Regions from separate parts of the Mus musculus genome. Here regions 1 and 3 are each linked to region 2. A link is a contact called in public HiCAR-type and HiChIP or PLAC-seq data. All regions are on one chromosome and are shown on one strand. Each heading gives the region's core, a stretch centred on a gene start, on an enhancer-like site or on the middle of the called end of the contact. The rest is flanking DNA. Distances are from core to core; before and after follow the strand shown. Region 1 holds the start of Taf5 (TATA-box binding protein associated factor 5). Region 2 holds the start of Sfxn2 (sideroflexin 2). Region 3 overlaps Cnnm2 (cyclin M2).

Region 1 (4,047 bases), core at 389-2,888, 490 kb after region 2:
ATCTTAAAAAAAAAATGTCAGAATGAAACAGTAACCTGTGAAATGAAAGGAAATCAGAAGGGCAAGAGCTGGAGAGAAGGAGTGGGCGCCCTTCAAAGACCCAGACTGACGCAGAATCTGAATGATTAAGGACCCTGGGAGCAGGGAGCAGAAAGGAAGAAGACAGAAACAAGATAACAAAAGGGTCTCCTAGGCACCCAGTGACTTTATTTCTTCTGGTGAAACAGGAAACACTGTACTTGAAGTCATTAGCCTCAGCTAAAGCACAACGTGGACGCTGGACTCTCAGAGACCCGCGTAGAGAGGACAAAGGTGGCCATACTTCCCCAAGTCAGACACCTTCTTCCCATCTCCTTCCAAGTAAGGGCTGCTGTTGTAGCCCAGCAGCAGAACACTGCCTAGGATTCAAGAGGCAGGGTGAGGTTCACTTCCTAGTACTGCCCCAAACAACAACAAAATAGTAACAATGGGTAATTAATACACAGTAGAAACATTTTAGTCATAAAAACGTCTATATAAAAACTTTTTAGCTGGACCCCTACACTTGGAAGGTGAAGGCAGGAGGACCAGAAATTCAAGGTCCCCCTTAACTTCACAGCAGGTTCAAGGCCAGCCTGCGTGCATAAGACCCTGCCTTAATCTTTTCTTTAAAAAGGAAAAAAAATTTTTTCCTTAGGACAGAAATGGTTTATTTGGTAACAAGGAATGAGAAGAAATTAACTTTTTTTTCTCTTTAACTTTATAGTTGATTTTGTTGTTGGTTTTGGTTTTGTTGTTCTTGTTCTTGTTGGAGACAAGGTCTCCGGAGACAGTGTAGCCCTGACTGATCTAGAACTTGCTGAGGCGATCCTGTGACCTCTATCTTCGGCTTAAATTTATTTTTAGAAACTACATCCAGCTTAAAGGCTTTTTTAAAAAAAATAAACGATATAACATATACTGTAAAGTTCACAAAGCTAGATTTTTACAGGAATAAAAAGTGAAAAAGAGCCGGGCGTGGTGGCGCACGCCTTTAATCGCAGCACTCAGCGGATTTCTGAGTTCGAGGCCAGCCTGGTCTACAAAGTGAGTTCCAGAACAGCCAGGGCTCTATAGAGAAACCCTGTCTCGAAAAAACAAACCAAACCAAAAAAAAAAAAAAAAAAAGAAAGAAAGAAAAACTGAAAAAGTAACCACTGCTCAGCCCACAGCATCAGAGAGCCTTTCCAGTAACTAGGAGGCCTCTTTCTGATAAATGCTATGTGCTTTTGAATTAAATACCTGGGCGTGAATCGTTTTCTTCGCGTGTGATTTTAGCATGGTATTTAACCTCTTTGGATTCTGGTTAAGCCGTCTGTAAAGACTCCAGGGATTAGCACCTTTAAACTTGTTGAATTAAAAGAGCTCGTATAATATAAAACGGCTATCTCATCGCCTGAATGCAATAAACGGTAATTAGCAGGCAAATGCAATAGAGACTGACGGTAAGCAACTCCCACTTCCTGCCTGCCTTTCGCTCGGTTTTGAAAGTAGCTCTTTCTCGTGCCTTTTCTCCTCGCTAGCTCCTCCCACTGCCGTAAATGGCCTGCCCCGGCTGTCGTGAAACGCCCTACCCCCGCCCTCCATGTGGCGAAAACGCAGTCACGCTTGACGGCGCGAGGTGGCTCAGCCGCAAGATGGCGGCGCTGGCGGAGGAGCAGACGGAGGTGGCGGTCAAGCTAGAGCCTGAGGGACCGCCGACGCTGCTACCTCCGCAGGCTGGCGACGGCGCAGGCGAGGGGAGCGGCGGCACTCCCAACAACGGCCCCAACGGCGGCGGCGGCGGGAATGTGGCAGTGGCAGCGGCGGCCGGCGGGGACGGCGGGACCCCCAAGCCTGGGGTGGCTGTCTCCGCCGCTGCCCCGGCGGGGGCGGCCCCGGTGCCCGCCGCTCCGGCGGAGGCCGGCGCTCCCCACGACCGACAGACCCTCCTGGCCGTGCTGCAATTCCTCCGGCAGAGCAACCTCCGCGAGGCCGAAGAGGCGCTGCGCCGGGAGGCCCGGCTGCTGGAGGAGGCGGTGGCGGGCTCCGGAGCTCCGGGAGAGTTGGACGGGGCCGGCGCGGAGGCGGCCAGCGCGCTTCTCAGCCGGGTCACCGCTTCAGTTCCCGGCTCTGCGGCCCCCGAGCCTCCGGGGACGGGCGCCTCGGTGACCTCGGTGTTCTCGGGTTCAGCCTCAGGTCCTGCGGCTCCGGGAAAGGGTGAGTCTCGGGCTCCCGGGCTGAGGAGCGCCGGCTGGAAGGGGAGCTAGCCGGGAAGGCGAGGGCTGGCGGGCCTGCACCTCTGCGGGCTTGTTTTGAATTTCCTGGGCCCGCCTCTAGGGCCACACGCCCGCCCCTTTCGCTCCTGCGCCGGCTGCGCAGTCAAACCCTCTTCTGAGCTGTCAGTTCCAGCCAGAGGCTGAGCAGCAGGGCTGTGGAGTCGAGGGAGGCGCCAGGGACCGGGGATTGACAGAAGAGGGGAACCTTAGGGGTTTCGGGGTTTCTGCTCTTACTTAGACTTAGGAACCTAGGATTGGGTTCGCGTGAACACGAGTATCGTACTGTCACATTCCCATACTACTATTGTACAGCAGGTACTTTCCGTGTCTTGATTTTTCACAACTGTATAGTTCTCATCTCTCCTTTTGAGACGAGACAACGGACTTTTTGAGCAAAGCCGGAAGGGCTTGCTTTGGATAACACCTCCAGAGTGGAGGTTGTAAGTGTTTCTTAGAATGTGGGCTGAGAACCGCTGGTGTTAAGTGTTTTAGAGGATTTCTGAGCATCACTTAAGGCTTATTAAACTCTGTAAGGGCAGAGTCTGGGAATCTGCCTTGCAGAGCTTTTGAAAACTCTTAAGTCTACGGGCAGGAGTGGGGCAGACCTTTTTGTCTCTGTTGCTTTTTCTTGTGTGATGTCAGTTAAAGGTTTTTTTTTGGGGGGGTTATTTTATTTTATTTTGCCTTTTTACTAAGTAAGTTATTACGAGTCTAAGATGTAATGAGTAATGTGCCTAGTTCTGAAAGTTTAGTTCCTGACTCCAGTTACTGACAACCCATGTCCACGTTTCTCCCAGAAACTTGTCACAAATCCATATCGTAAAACACTTTCGGATGAAGACGCTTGCTGCCATGTATGATCCCCTGAGTTGGGTCCTCAGAACCGACACGGTGGAAGGAGAGTCCCAGCTACCTGAAACTTGTCTTTAATATACACCAAACTTAAAAATTTTAAACTCGGGGCTGGAGAGATGGCTCAGTGGTTAAGAGCACCGACTGCTCTTCCGAAGGTCCTGAGTTCAAATCCCAGCAACCACATGGTGGCTCACAACCATCTGTAATGAGATCTGATTCCCTCTTCTGGTGTCTGAAGACAGCTATGGAGTACTTATGTATAATAATAAATAAATCTTTAAAAAAATTAAACTCAGGAGATCAGTAACTATTGAATTAAGTTATCCAGGTTAGTGGTTCTAGACATGTTAATCTGTTTCAGTGAGAGCATTGCCAGACAGGGAGTTTGAACACATGACACTGTGATCCATAAATAGAACTGTGTCTTGTTTATAATGCCAGCACTTGGGATGCTGAGGCAGGAAGGAGAATTACTGTGAGAAAGCCATCCCCAGCTAAATATAGTAATGGGGGAAGGGGGTGATAAGTAAAAATATGTGGAAAATGTAACTGAGGAGGGTCTTTTCTATATGCTAAATTTTGTGACTGTATAGTAACAATTTATATTATTATACTATTTTTCTAATATCTCTCATCTGTCAAGAAACTTGACTTATTCTTTTAGATCATACTCAAGAAACCAAGGAGAAAAAGAGACCATGAGAATGACTACAAAATTATAACCTTAATTATAATTTTCTCAATAAAGAGTAGTATAATCACTTTTTAAAGAACATAACAGGATATAACACTATAACTGTAGTTTGCCAAAATTTTCAACATCCAAACTCTAATTTGATTTTTAAAAAAGCATTATTGTTTTGTATTGCTATACTGCAAACAAATACTCAGGCTTTCTACCTTGCAGTGATTGGTT
Region 2 (3,560 bases), core at 269-2,768:
CAACCTGTTCTAAATGCCTTAATATCAAGTTTTCTTTGACTAGCTCTAAAAATATTCATTTCCCCATAACTTCATTTTTACTCTCCATCTACCGCGTACAGAATCAACAAGGGCAGAGAGATGTTCAGCAACGCTCAGTGTTCATTTGCCAGCATCCACGCGATGGTTCCCAGACATCCGTAACTCCAGTTCCAGGCAACCAAAGCTCTCTTCTGGCCTCTGCAGGCACCAGGCACACACGTGGAGCACAAACATACATTCAGGCTAAACACCCATACATATACATTAAATAAAATAACGATTTTAAAAAATCAACAAGGAACCGAGTGTTTCTGGTCAAAAATCTGTCACACATCATACACTTTGGAAAAGCCTTAATTAAGGTTAACGGAGACAAGGCTTGCTTCAAATTGATGCTCACTTTCTATTGTTCATTCTTTTTAGTTTGAGGTGAAGACCTTTGGTCCTCCTGTGGCCTCAGGCAAAAGGACACTGCAAATTTGAAGGAAAAGCTAGGACACGGGAGGTTAATTTGCTTCTATCTACATGGAATAAATACGGAGCAAAAAATCGCTCATCAACAACCATTATTTCTTCGCAGAACTTTCAGCGATTAAGTTGGGACTGCAGGAGCGCACCCACCACAGAGACATCCATTCCCAGCGGTACCTCTTATTGTCCTGGGACTTACTCCCTACACACCTCTCACTCAGAGACGCGAGCATCTAGGAAAGCCAGGTTACAGCTCCCTGGTGCTGCCAGGGTGATCTCAAAGACAGTAGAGCCGCGCCTCTCCCACTTTTGGCTGGTTCTCAGATGAACCCCACAGTCCCGAGGCGCCGAGAGGTCGACTCTGCAGTAAGATCTGAGAGCTTGGTCTGATCTCCGCAGCTCTAGAGTCGCCTTCATCCCAGTCCCTAGAAAGATGATGGTGCCCAGGCTTCCCCGCTAGCCAAGCACTCCATGCCTCGAATCTATCGCAAACCCCTCTTTTCTCTCCAGGCCTAGGCCTCCCTCCAGGCCCACTTTAGGGGCTCCTCCTTCGCCCCTGAAACCGATCTAGAACCCCAAAGATCAAGGCGAGCCCCATCCCACGTCCTCCTCGGCTTTACGCGCAGCGCCCCGCCCTGGGACTGGTGAAAGGAGGGGGGGTGACTGGTCAGCTCTGGAGGGGCCAGGGCCCCCACACTCACCATCCTCAAGCCGAGTCCCTCCTCCTCCTCCTCCGCCTCCTCCTCCTGCCTCCCCCGTTACCAGGGGTAACTGCTGCGGCGCCGCCCCTGACGTCCCTCGCACGCACAGCGGAGGAACGGAGCAGCGGGATGGGGCGGGGTTCTGCTCCTCTCTACCCAAAGTGCGCAAGCGCGCCAAAGCGCCCGCCCATTGCGCAGGCGGTCTCGGGAGGGGCGGGAGGGCGGGGCGGGCTGGTGAGCGACCCAGCGGGAGGTGCAAAGCCGCCCACGTGGCTGGCCGGAGCCTGTGGCCTCTGATTGGTCGGAAGTGGGGGCGTAGGGCGAGGGGGTGGTTCCCGGGCCTAGCCGCGACACTTCAGTTCTGCTTTCCTGGTCAGCTTCGCCTGGTGGCAGTCGCGGGGTGCATCCCTCTGGGACCAGGTAAGAGTTCGCAAGTGCAGCCAAATGCACAGCTACTCCTAATCCCCGCGCCTCCGAAGGGAGCGTGGTTCTGCTCTGTTGCGGCTGCCAGGCGCTGCGTGCTGGACTTGCATCTGCAGAAGCCGCGTGGCCGGAGGGACCCACCAGGGCTCCAATGGATTCTTCCCTTCTGACCCCGGTTGTCTTCGGGTGCCAGGCTTTAGGGCTCAGGAGTTGCGGCTACGTCTCTATCTCCACATTCTTGTTAGAATCCAGGATAGGTGATTTGTACTGTGTTGGGGGAGGTCGCCTGAGAGAGGGCGAGAGATAGGGAGGTTGGGGACCGGTCCCTAGCATTGAGGTTAGCTGGCAGCGGGAGTGTTAGATTGTTTGGGATCTGCTGGATTTTGCTAAACCGGGTTAGACTGCAAGCGCTACCTCCCGCTCCTCTCACGCCCAGGGCCGACCACAGGACCTTTGTGGCATGTTGGTTCCCGACAACCTGCCTTCGTGGAAATTGCATTCTTCCTAGTGGAATGTTTTTTTTTATATGAGGTTTAATTTCCTTACAACCCTAGAAATCGGTTATTGTAGATGATAAGAGTCCGGACTTGAACTAACTTGTAAACTATTTTTTTTTTTTACTTGTAAACTATTTTATAGTGTTGCTTGTAAACACTGTGGCCCAGGTAGGAGTGCTGTTTGCCCCCGGGGACTGAACTCAGAATGCAGGGGTTTGTACAGGGTAGGCAAGCACTCTGCCACCGACCTACATACACTACACCCCACACCTCAGAGCTGTTTATACCTGTTAATAAGCAGAGAACTCTTCCAACAGCTCATAGTTTAGGTAGAAGTGGTATCTCTGGAAGTCTGTTGATGTGTGTTTACCTGTTATCTATCTTACAGGTCCATGTATGTCACGTACATAGAGAGCAATTCCTGTCGCAAAGAAAGGGTGACATATTATTATTATTATCAATAGTTTAATCTGGGGTTCAGGCGTTACCTCTTTCACCAACCTAGTTGCCATTACTTAAACAAAGGCAGATTTTTCCAGTATGGGTTTTCAGGTTTGTTGTCGTTGTTGTTTTGAGAGTCTTACTATGGAACTCTGGCTGGCCTGGAACAAAACTATGTAGACCATACTGGCCCTAAATTTGCACAGGACTGCCTCCTTCCTGGGTACTTCTGGGCACTGGGTACATAGTGCGAAGCTTTCAGGTCTTTTTTACAACCAAGTAAAGAACTTTCTATAAAACCTTTAAAACTATTTGCTTTACGTATATGAATGTTTTGTCTGCATGTATGTAAGTGCATCATCACATGTGTCTTTGGTACCCGGGAGCTGGAGTTATGGGTGGCTGTCAGTCACCAGGTGGGTGCTGAAAACTGAACCCAGGGATTCTTGCAGAGCAGCGATTGCTCTTTAAAGTGCTGAGCCATGGCTCCAGCCCCACAGTCAGAAACATCTGCTACCTGCCTACTTGTATCGGATCCTTGGAGGGAAAAGTCAATTCTGAATCTTGACTAAAGAAGTTCAAGGTGATCAGACAGAAGGTGGTGGCGCACGCCTTTGATCCCAGCCCTTGGGAGGCAGAGGCAGCTGGATCTCTGAGTTCGAGGCCAGCCTGGTCTACTAGGACAGCCAGGGCTACATGGAGAAACCCTGTCTCAAAAAAAGGAAAAGGAAGAATAAAAGAGGCACTAGGTGAGTTGTTAGATTAGAGACCCCTCCCCTTCCGTTTATCTACTAATCTACTGCTCTTCACACTGGGGCCCTTTTGTGGGAAAAGGCACATTCAGGGTTCCCTCAGGTAGCACGGTATCTGTTTTCACTGTTACCTTGGAGTCCCGATGAGTGTGTCTGTAAGCAGGAGCCTGGGCCTGCTGGTTTAATTATTACCGTCATTCTCCTGCTTGTTCTAGGCAACCTGACGGTAGTCTGCTATTTCAGTGGTCTTTGGT
Region 3 (3,930 bases), core at 857-3,356, 270 kb after region 2:
CTGTCCTGTCCCTGCCCTCGCTCACTCGGAATATGAAGTAGCTTCCTGTCTGGCCTCACTGCCTCCACCCTGCCCTGTGCTCTTTTCTACCGTCTGCTCAGGACTGTCACCACAGCAGCCATGGTGACTGAAATACCATGGAGATCGTACCTGTTCCTGCTCAGGGCCTCCAGGGCCTCGCCACCCCAGAGTAAAGGCTGAAAAGTCTGAACCATGGTGTTAGCTTTCCTTTCTGCTATGATGGGACAAGGACACTACTGAAAGGGAGAGGGCTTTTTTGGGTTCATGGGTCTGAGGGAACTTCCTGCTGGGAAGGCATGGCAGTGGATGGTGAGGTGACTGTCACAGTGTGCTTCAAGAAGCACAGACTGATGAGTGCTGGTGCTCAGTGTGTGCAAGGCGTGAAACACACACACACTCACACACACTTGAATACACATGTACACCTTCTCACACATGTACATACACACTCACACACTCGAACACACACATGTACGCACTCACACACATACACTTACACACACTTTATACAGTAGGAAACCCTAGCTTGTGGAATGTTCTTCTCTCCCTCTGTAAAACCTCCCTAGAGACTGCCATAGACAAGCCCAGAGGTGGATCTCCTAGGTGACTGACTATACATCAGTCATCAGTCAAGTTGACAGCGGAGGTAGCCATCTGGCTTTTTTCCACTGTGATGCCCCGCTCTGCCTCTTTACTCCTTCCCTCTGCTGGTTCTGTTCCAACCACACTGGCTTTGTCCTCTTCCTTCAGCCCACAAAACATCCCCCGTCAGGGCGTCTGCAGTCCTTTACCCGCAGACTGCCCCACTCGGTTATATGCTCGGTTTCCTTGTGTCCCTTAGTCTTTGCCTGGCAGGAAGGCCTTCCTCCATTTAAGCTGTGTGAAATGCGACTCACCACCTTTTCTCTCCTCACCACACCCAGCACAATCCCTTGTGCCTTGTCTATTTCTCTTAGTGTCTGCCTTCCTACTAGAGTGTTGCTTGGGAGCCAGAGTTCTGTTCTGTTTCCTGTGGAGCGGCCTAGACATTTTAGTACAGTCTGTTGAGTGAGTGAGTGAACTCACGTGGCTGTTGAGTTCCCGATACTTACAGAGCATTTTATGACCTATATGGTGCTCTAGGCAGATCTCTCCTGACCGGTCTGCTCACTTGTAGATCAGATTAAACCCAAACCTCATGATATTTAAAGTGTGTTGACTTCCTTGATAACACCATCTAGTTTCCTTGGGAGAATTTTTTTTTTTTAAGATTTGTTTATTGTTAAGTATGTTGGTGTTTTGCCTGATGTGTTTAAGGGTACCAAATCCTTTGGGACTGGAGTTACAGACGGTTGTGAGCTGCCATGTGGGTGCTGGGACTTGAACCCAGGTCCTCTGGAAGAGCAGCCATCTTAACCACTGAGCCATCTCTCCAGCCCTTCCTTGAGGGATCTCAACTACAGGCATTAAATTCTATTTCCCACCTCGGGTTGTTTGTTAGTACCATGGGACCAAGCTCAGGCTCTAGAGAACACTCATTTATTTTATCATTAGTCCCATAGAGCTGACGCTTGGGAACTTTATTGATTTCTGTTTATTGAGTTCCTACCGTAGCTTTGTTAGGAGGCCTGCCAAGCATTTCACTTGCTCTGTCCTTGGTGGCAAGGGAGTAGTGACATCCCATGCTGACGGTGCCCCCTGGAGCCGAGCAGCGCAGCAGTAATGGCGAATCTGAAATGCCAGCTTGTTTCTCTTTACAGGATTGCCTATTTATTTACCTCCTGCCCTGAGTCCAGTCTGAAGGCTCCACAGGCTCCCCTTGCCTTGTGCTCAGATCATTAGGTCTTTCTGACTACTGGATGTCATCTTTTTTATTAGTACAGCTGTGTGTGCTTGTTCCCAGTTTGGTTCTACTTCAGCCACCCCCTTGGCTCTCCTCCCCAGCTGTTTCAGTTTGTCTACTGCTGAATTTCACGTCACTGCCAGCAATGAAGGAGAGCAAAGGCGGCTGTCTGTTCATCAGGCAGCGGGTGACACATCCACTTGTCAGCCTGATCCTATTGAGTGTTGACTTCAGAGGATGATCAAAATACAGATGGTATCTGATGCTGAATGTTTGGGCTTAGCAGCACGCAGATGTGGTAACCCCTTATCACTTTGGGCTGGCTTACCAGTCCACAGAGAAGACACAAATAGGAAACTTTGATACACAGGGCAACGGAGCAGAAATTTGGCCCTCATTCCACATTCTTGACATTACCGGGTCTAGCTCACAGTGAAGACTAGCTTCTTGAGTCCCACCTGTATGGGGCTCTGCCTTGGGTCCATGCAGCTGGGAGCCATACAGCTGGTGACTTGATGGTCATGTCTTGTCATTCTGAATGGAGCAGACATGTGGCTGTAAAGCCCTGTGCTCATTAGGTTTTCACTTTCACCTTGCTTTCTTGTCCTGTTTAAGGACCCAGCCAGAAACCCAGAGGTTAGGGGTTTATAAACAGAACAGTTAGCTGAAATACTGTAATACCTTATAACTGGGCCTAAGAAGGCTCTCTCCCAACCCTCATGCCAGCAATTTATGCTTTTTTTTTTTTTTTGAGGCAGAGTTTCATATAGCCCAGGCTAGCCAGAAGCTCTCTATGTAGCAGAGGATGGTATTGAACTTGTAATCCTCCTGCCTTCCCTTCGTTAGTGTTGAAAACCACACATCTGTTCTGTGGTGTGCTGGAGACTGAAGGCAGGACCTCCTGTGTGAAGCATTCTACCCACAGAGCAGGGCCCTGGGCTGTGCTATGTTGTATAGAGCATTCGTTTAGATTATTTGATCTATGGTGTATATTTAAAAGTCTTAGCATTATTTGATTCCTAAAATCACACATTTTGTTGATATCTGATTATTATTATTATTATTATTATTATTTTGCTTATTGTGAAGCAGACAGGTGACTGTGCTGTCAGGCTTGGTGGCAGGCCTTTCCCCACTGAGCCTGTTCACCAGCTCTGGATTTATATCCTTCAGAAGTTAGAATCCATCCATTTCTAATCTCTTTCTCATGTTTAGGTTGTTAATTTTTTTGAGACATGGCTGGTCTCATGTGGTCAGACTGGCCAAGAGCTTGATGTATAGCTAAGGATGACCTTTCTTCCCGATCCTCCTGCCCCGCTCTCAGTACTGGCACCGTGGGTGCACACTGAGTACCCAGCCTACCGACCCTTTCTGTATATCATCGCTGCCTTTCTGCTTCTCATCCTACCTTGATTTCTCCCAGCACTACAGCTGAGAAAGGTCCTGTTGTGGCTGAGGCAGGAGGATTGCTGTGAGTTTGAAGCCAGTCTGAACTACCTGAGACCCTCTCTCAAATTTAAAATAAATAAATAAATAAATAAAGGAAAGGAAAGTTCATTTTTGCAATTTTCTTTCTTAGAAAGTTGTTTGCAAGGCTGGAGAGATGGCTCAGCGGTCAAGAGCACTGACTGCTCTTCCAGAGGTCCTGAGTTCAATTCCCAGCAACCACATGGTGGCTCACAACCATCTGTAATGAGATCTGATGCCCTCTTCTGGTGTGCCTGAAGACAGCAACAGTATACTCATATAAATAAAATAAATAATTTTTTAAAAAGTTTTTTGCAGTTGTCTTTTATCTTTAGGTGAGGCCTAAAGACGCAGGTTCCTACAGTGACTGGTTCATGGGACAGGTGCCTGAAATGATGGTCTCCAAAGGCACCCCTCTCACTCTGAGCTGCACACCAGGAAGTGGCTTCAGGAAGCAGGACTTCTCACCAGGAATTCCAGAGCTGAGAGAATGAAGCCCTGGGTCAGTGCAGAGCTGCAGGGTGAGGCTGGGGGCGGCTACAAGGGGCTTGGAGAGAGACTGCATTTTCAGTCCAAGGAGCTAATTCACAAAAATGGCCTCTCCCTGTGAAGGGAGTAAG

What was found. HiCAR-type assays count read pairs that join an accessible place to other places. HiChIP or PLAC-seq counts read pairs in DNA pulled down with a chosen protein or histone mark.
Region 1: a HiCAR-type map of astrocytes shows a contact between it and region 2, with 4 times the contacts expected there. The contact joins the promoter of Taf5 here to the promoter of Sfxn2 in region 2. A contact is called at or near these places in 5 of 39 promoter capture datasets (the SN4741 cell line, cranial neural crest, hippocampal neurons and 2 more), 1 of 484 Hi-C or Micro-C datasets (erythroblasts), 9 of 115 datasets of contacts at active chromatin or transcription factors (the SCID.adh cell line, astrocytes, bone marrow-derived macrophages and 5 more) and 1 of 9 other capture datasets (liver).
Region 3: an H3K4me3 HiChIP or PLAC-seq map of the SCID.adh cell line shows a contact between it and region 2, with 2.8 times the contacts expected there. The contact joins the enhancer-like site here to the promoter of Sfxn2 in region 2. A contact is called at or near these places in 2 of 39 promoter capture datasets (cranial neural crest and hippocampal neurons), 1 of 15 datasets of contacts at CTCF or cohesin (the NIH/3T3 cell line), 10 of 484 Hi-C or Micro-C datasets (the AML12 cell line, the CH12 cell line, the HPC-7 cell line and 7 more), 4 of 115 datasets of contacts at active chromatin or transcription factors (the 230-238 cell line, the SCID.adh cell line, embryonic midbrain and 1 more) and 4 of 9 other capture datasets (adipose tissue, embryonic stem cells, liver and 1 more).

Annotation. Positions count from the first base shown.
Region 1 is chr19:47,066,110-47,070,156 of GRCm38.p6, forward strand. Taf5 (TATA-box binding protein associated factor 5) reads left to right here and starts at 1,639. Exons shown (of 11, transcript NM_177342.3): 1 at 1,639-2,217. The coding sequence starts at 1,656.
Region 2 is chr19:46,571,847-46,575,406 of GRCm38.p6, forward strand. Sfxn2 (sideroflexin 2) reads left to right here and starts at 1,519. Exons shown (of 12, transcript NM_053196.3): 1 at 1,519-1,613. It overlaps Arl3 (ADP-ribosylation factor-like 3), which reads right to left and starts at 1,336. Exons shown (of 6, transcript NM_019718.3): 1 at 1,194-1,336. The coding sequence starts at 1,196.
Region 3 is chr19:46,844,600-46,848,529 of GRCm38.p6, forward strand. All of the region lies in intron 1 of Cnnm2 (cyclin M2), which reads left to right. Among named protein-coding and RNA genes, the nearest start is that of Cnnm2, 85 kb to the left of the region's middle. Within about 2 kb of position 2,107, at least 28 of the 459 cell types and tissues checked have an H3K27ac peak or open chromatin away from gene starts, as enhancers often do. A contact at or near this core is called in the SCID.adh cell line and pancreatic islet, where this site is marked.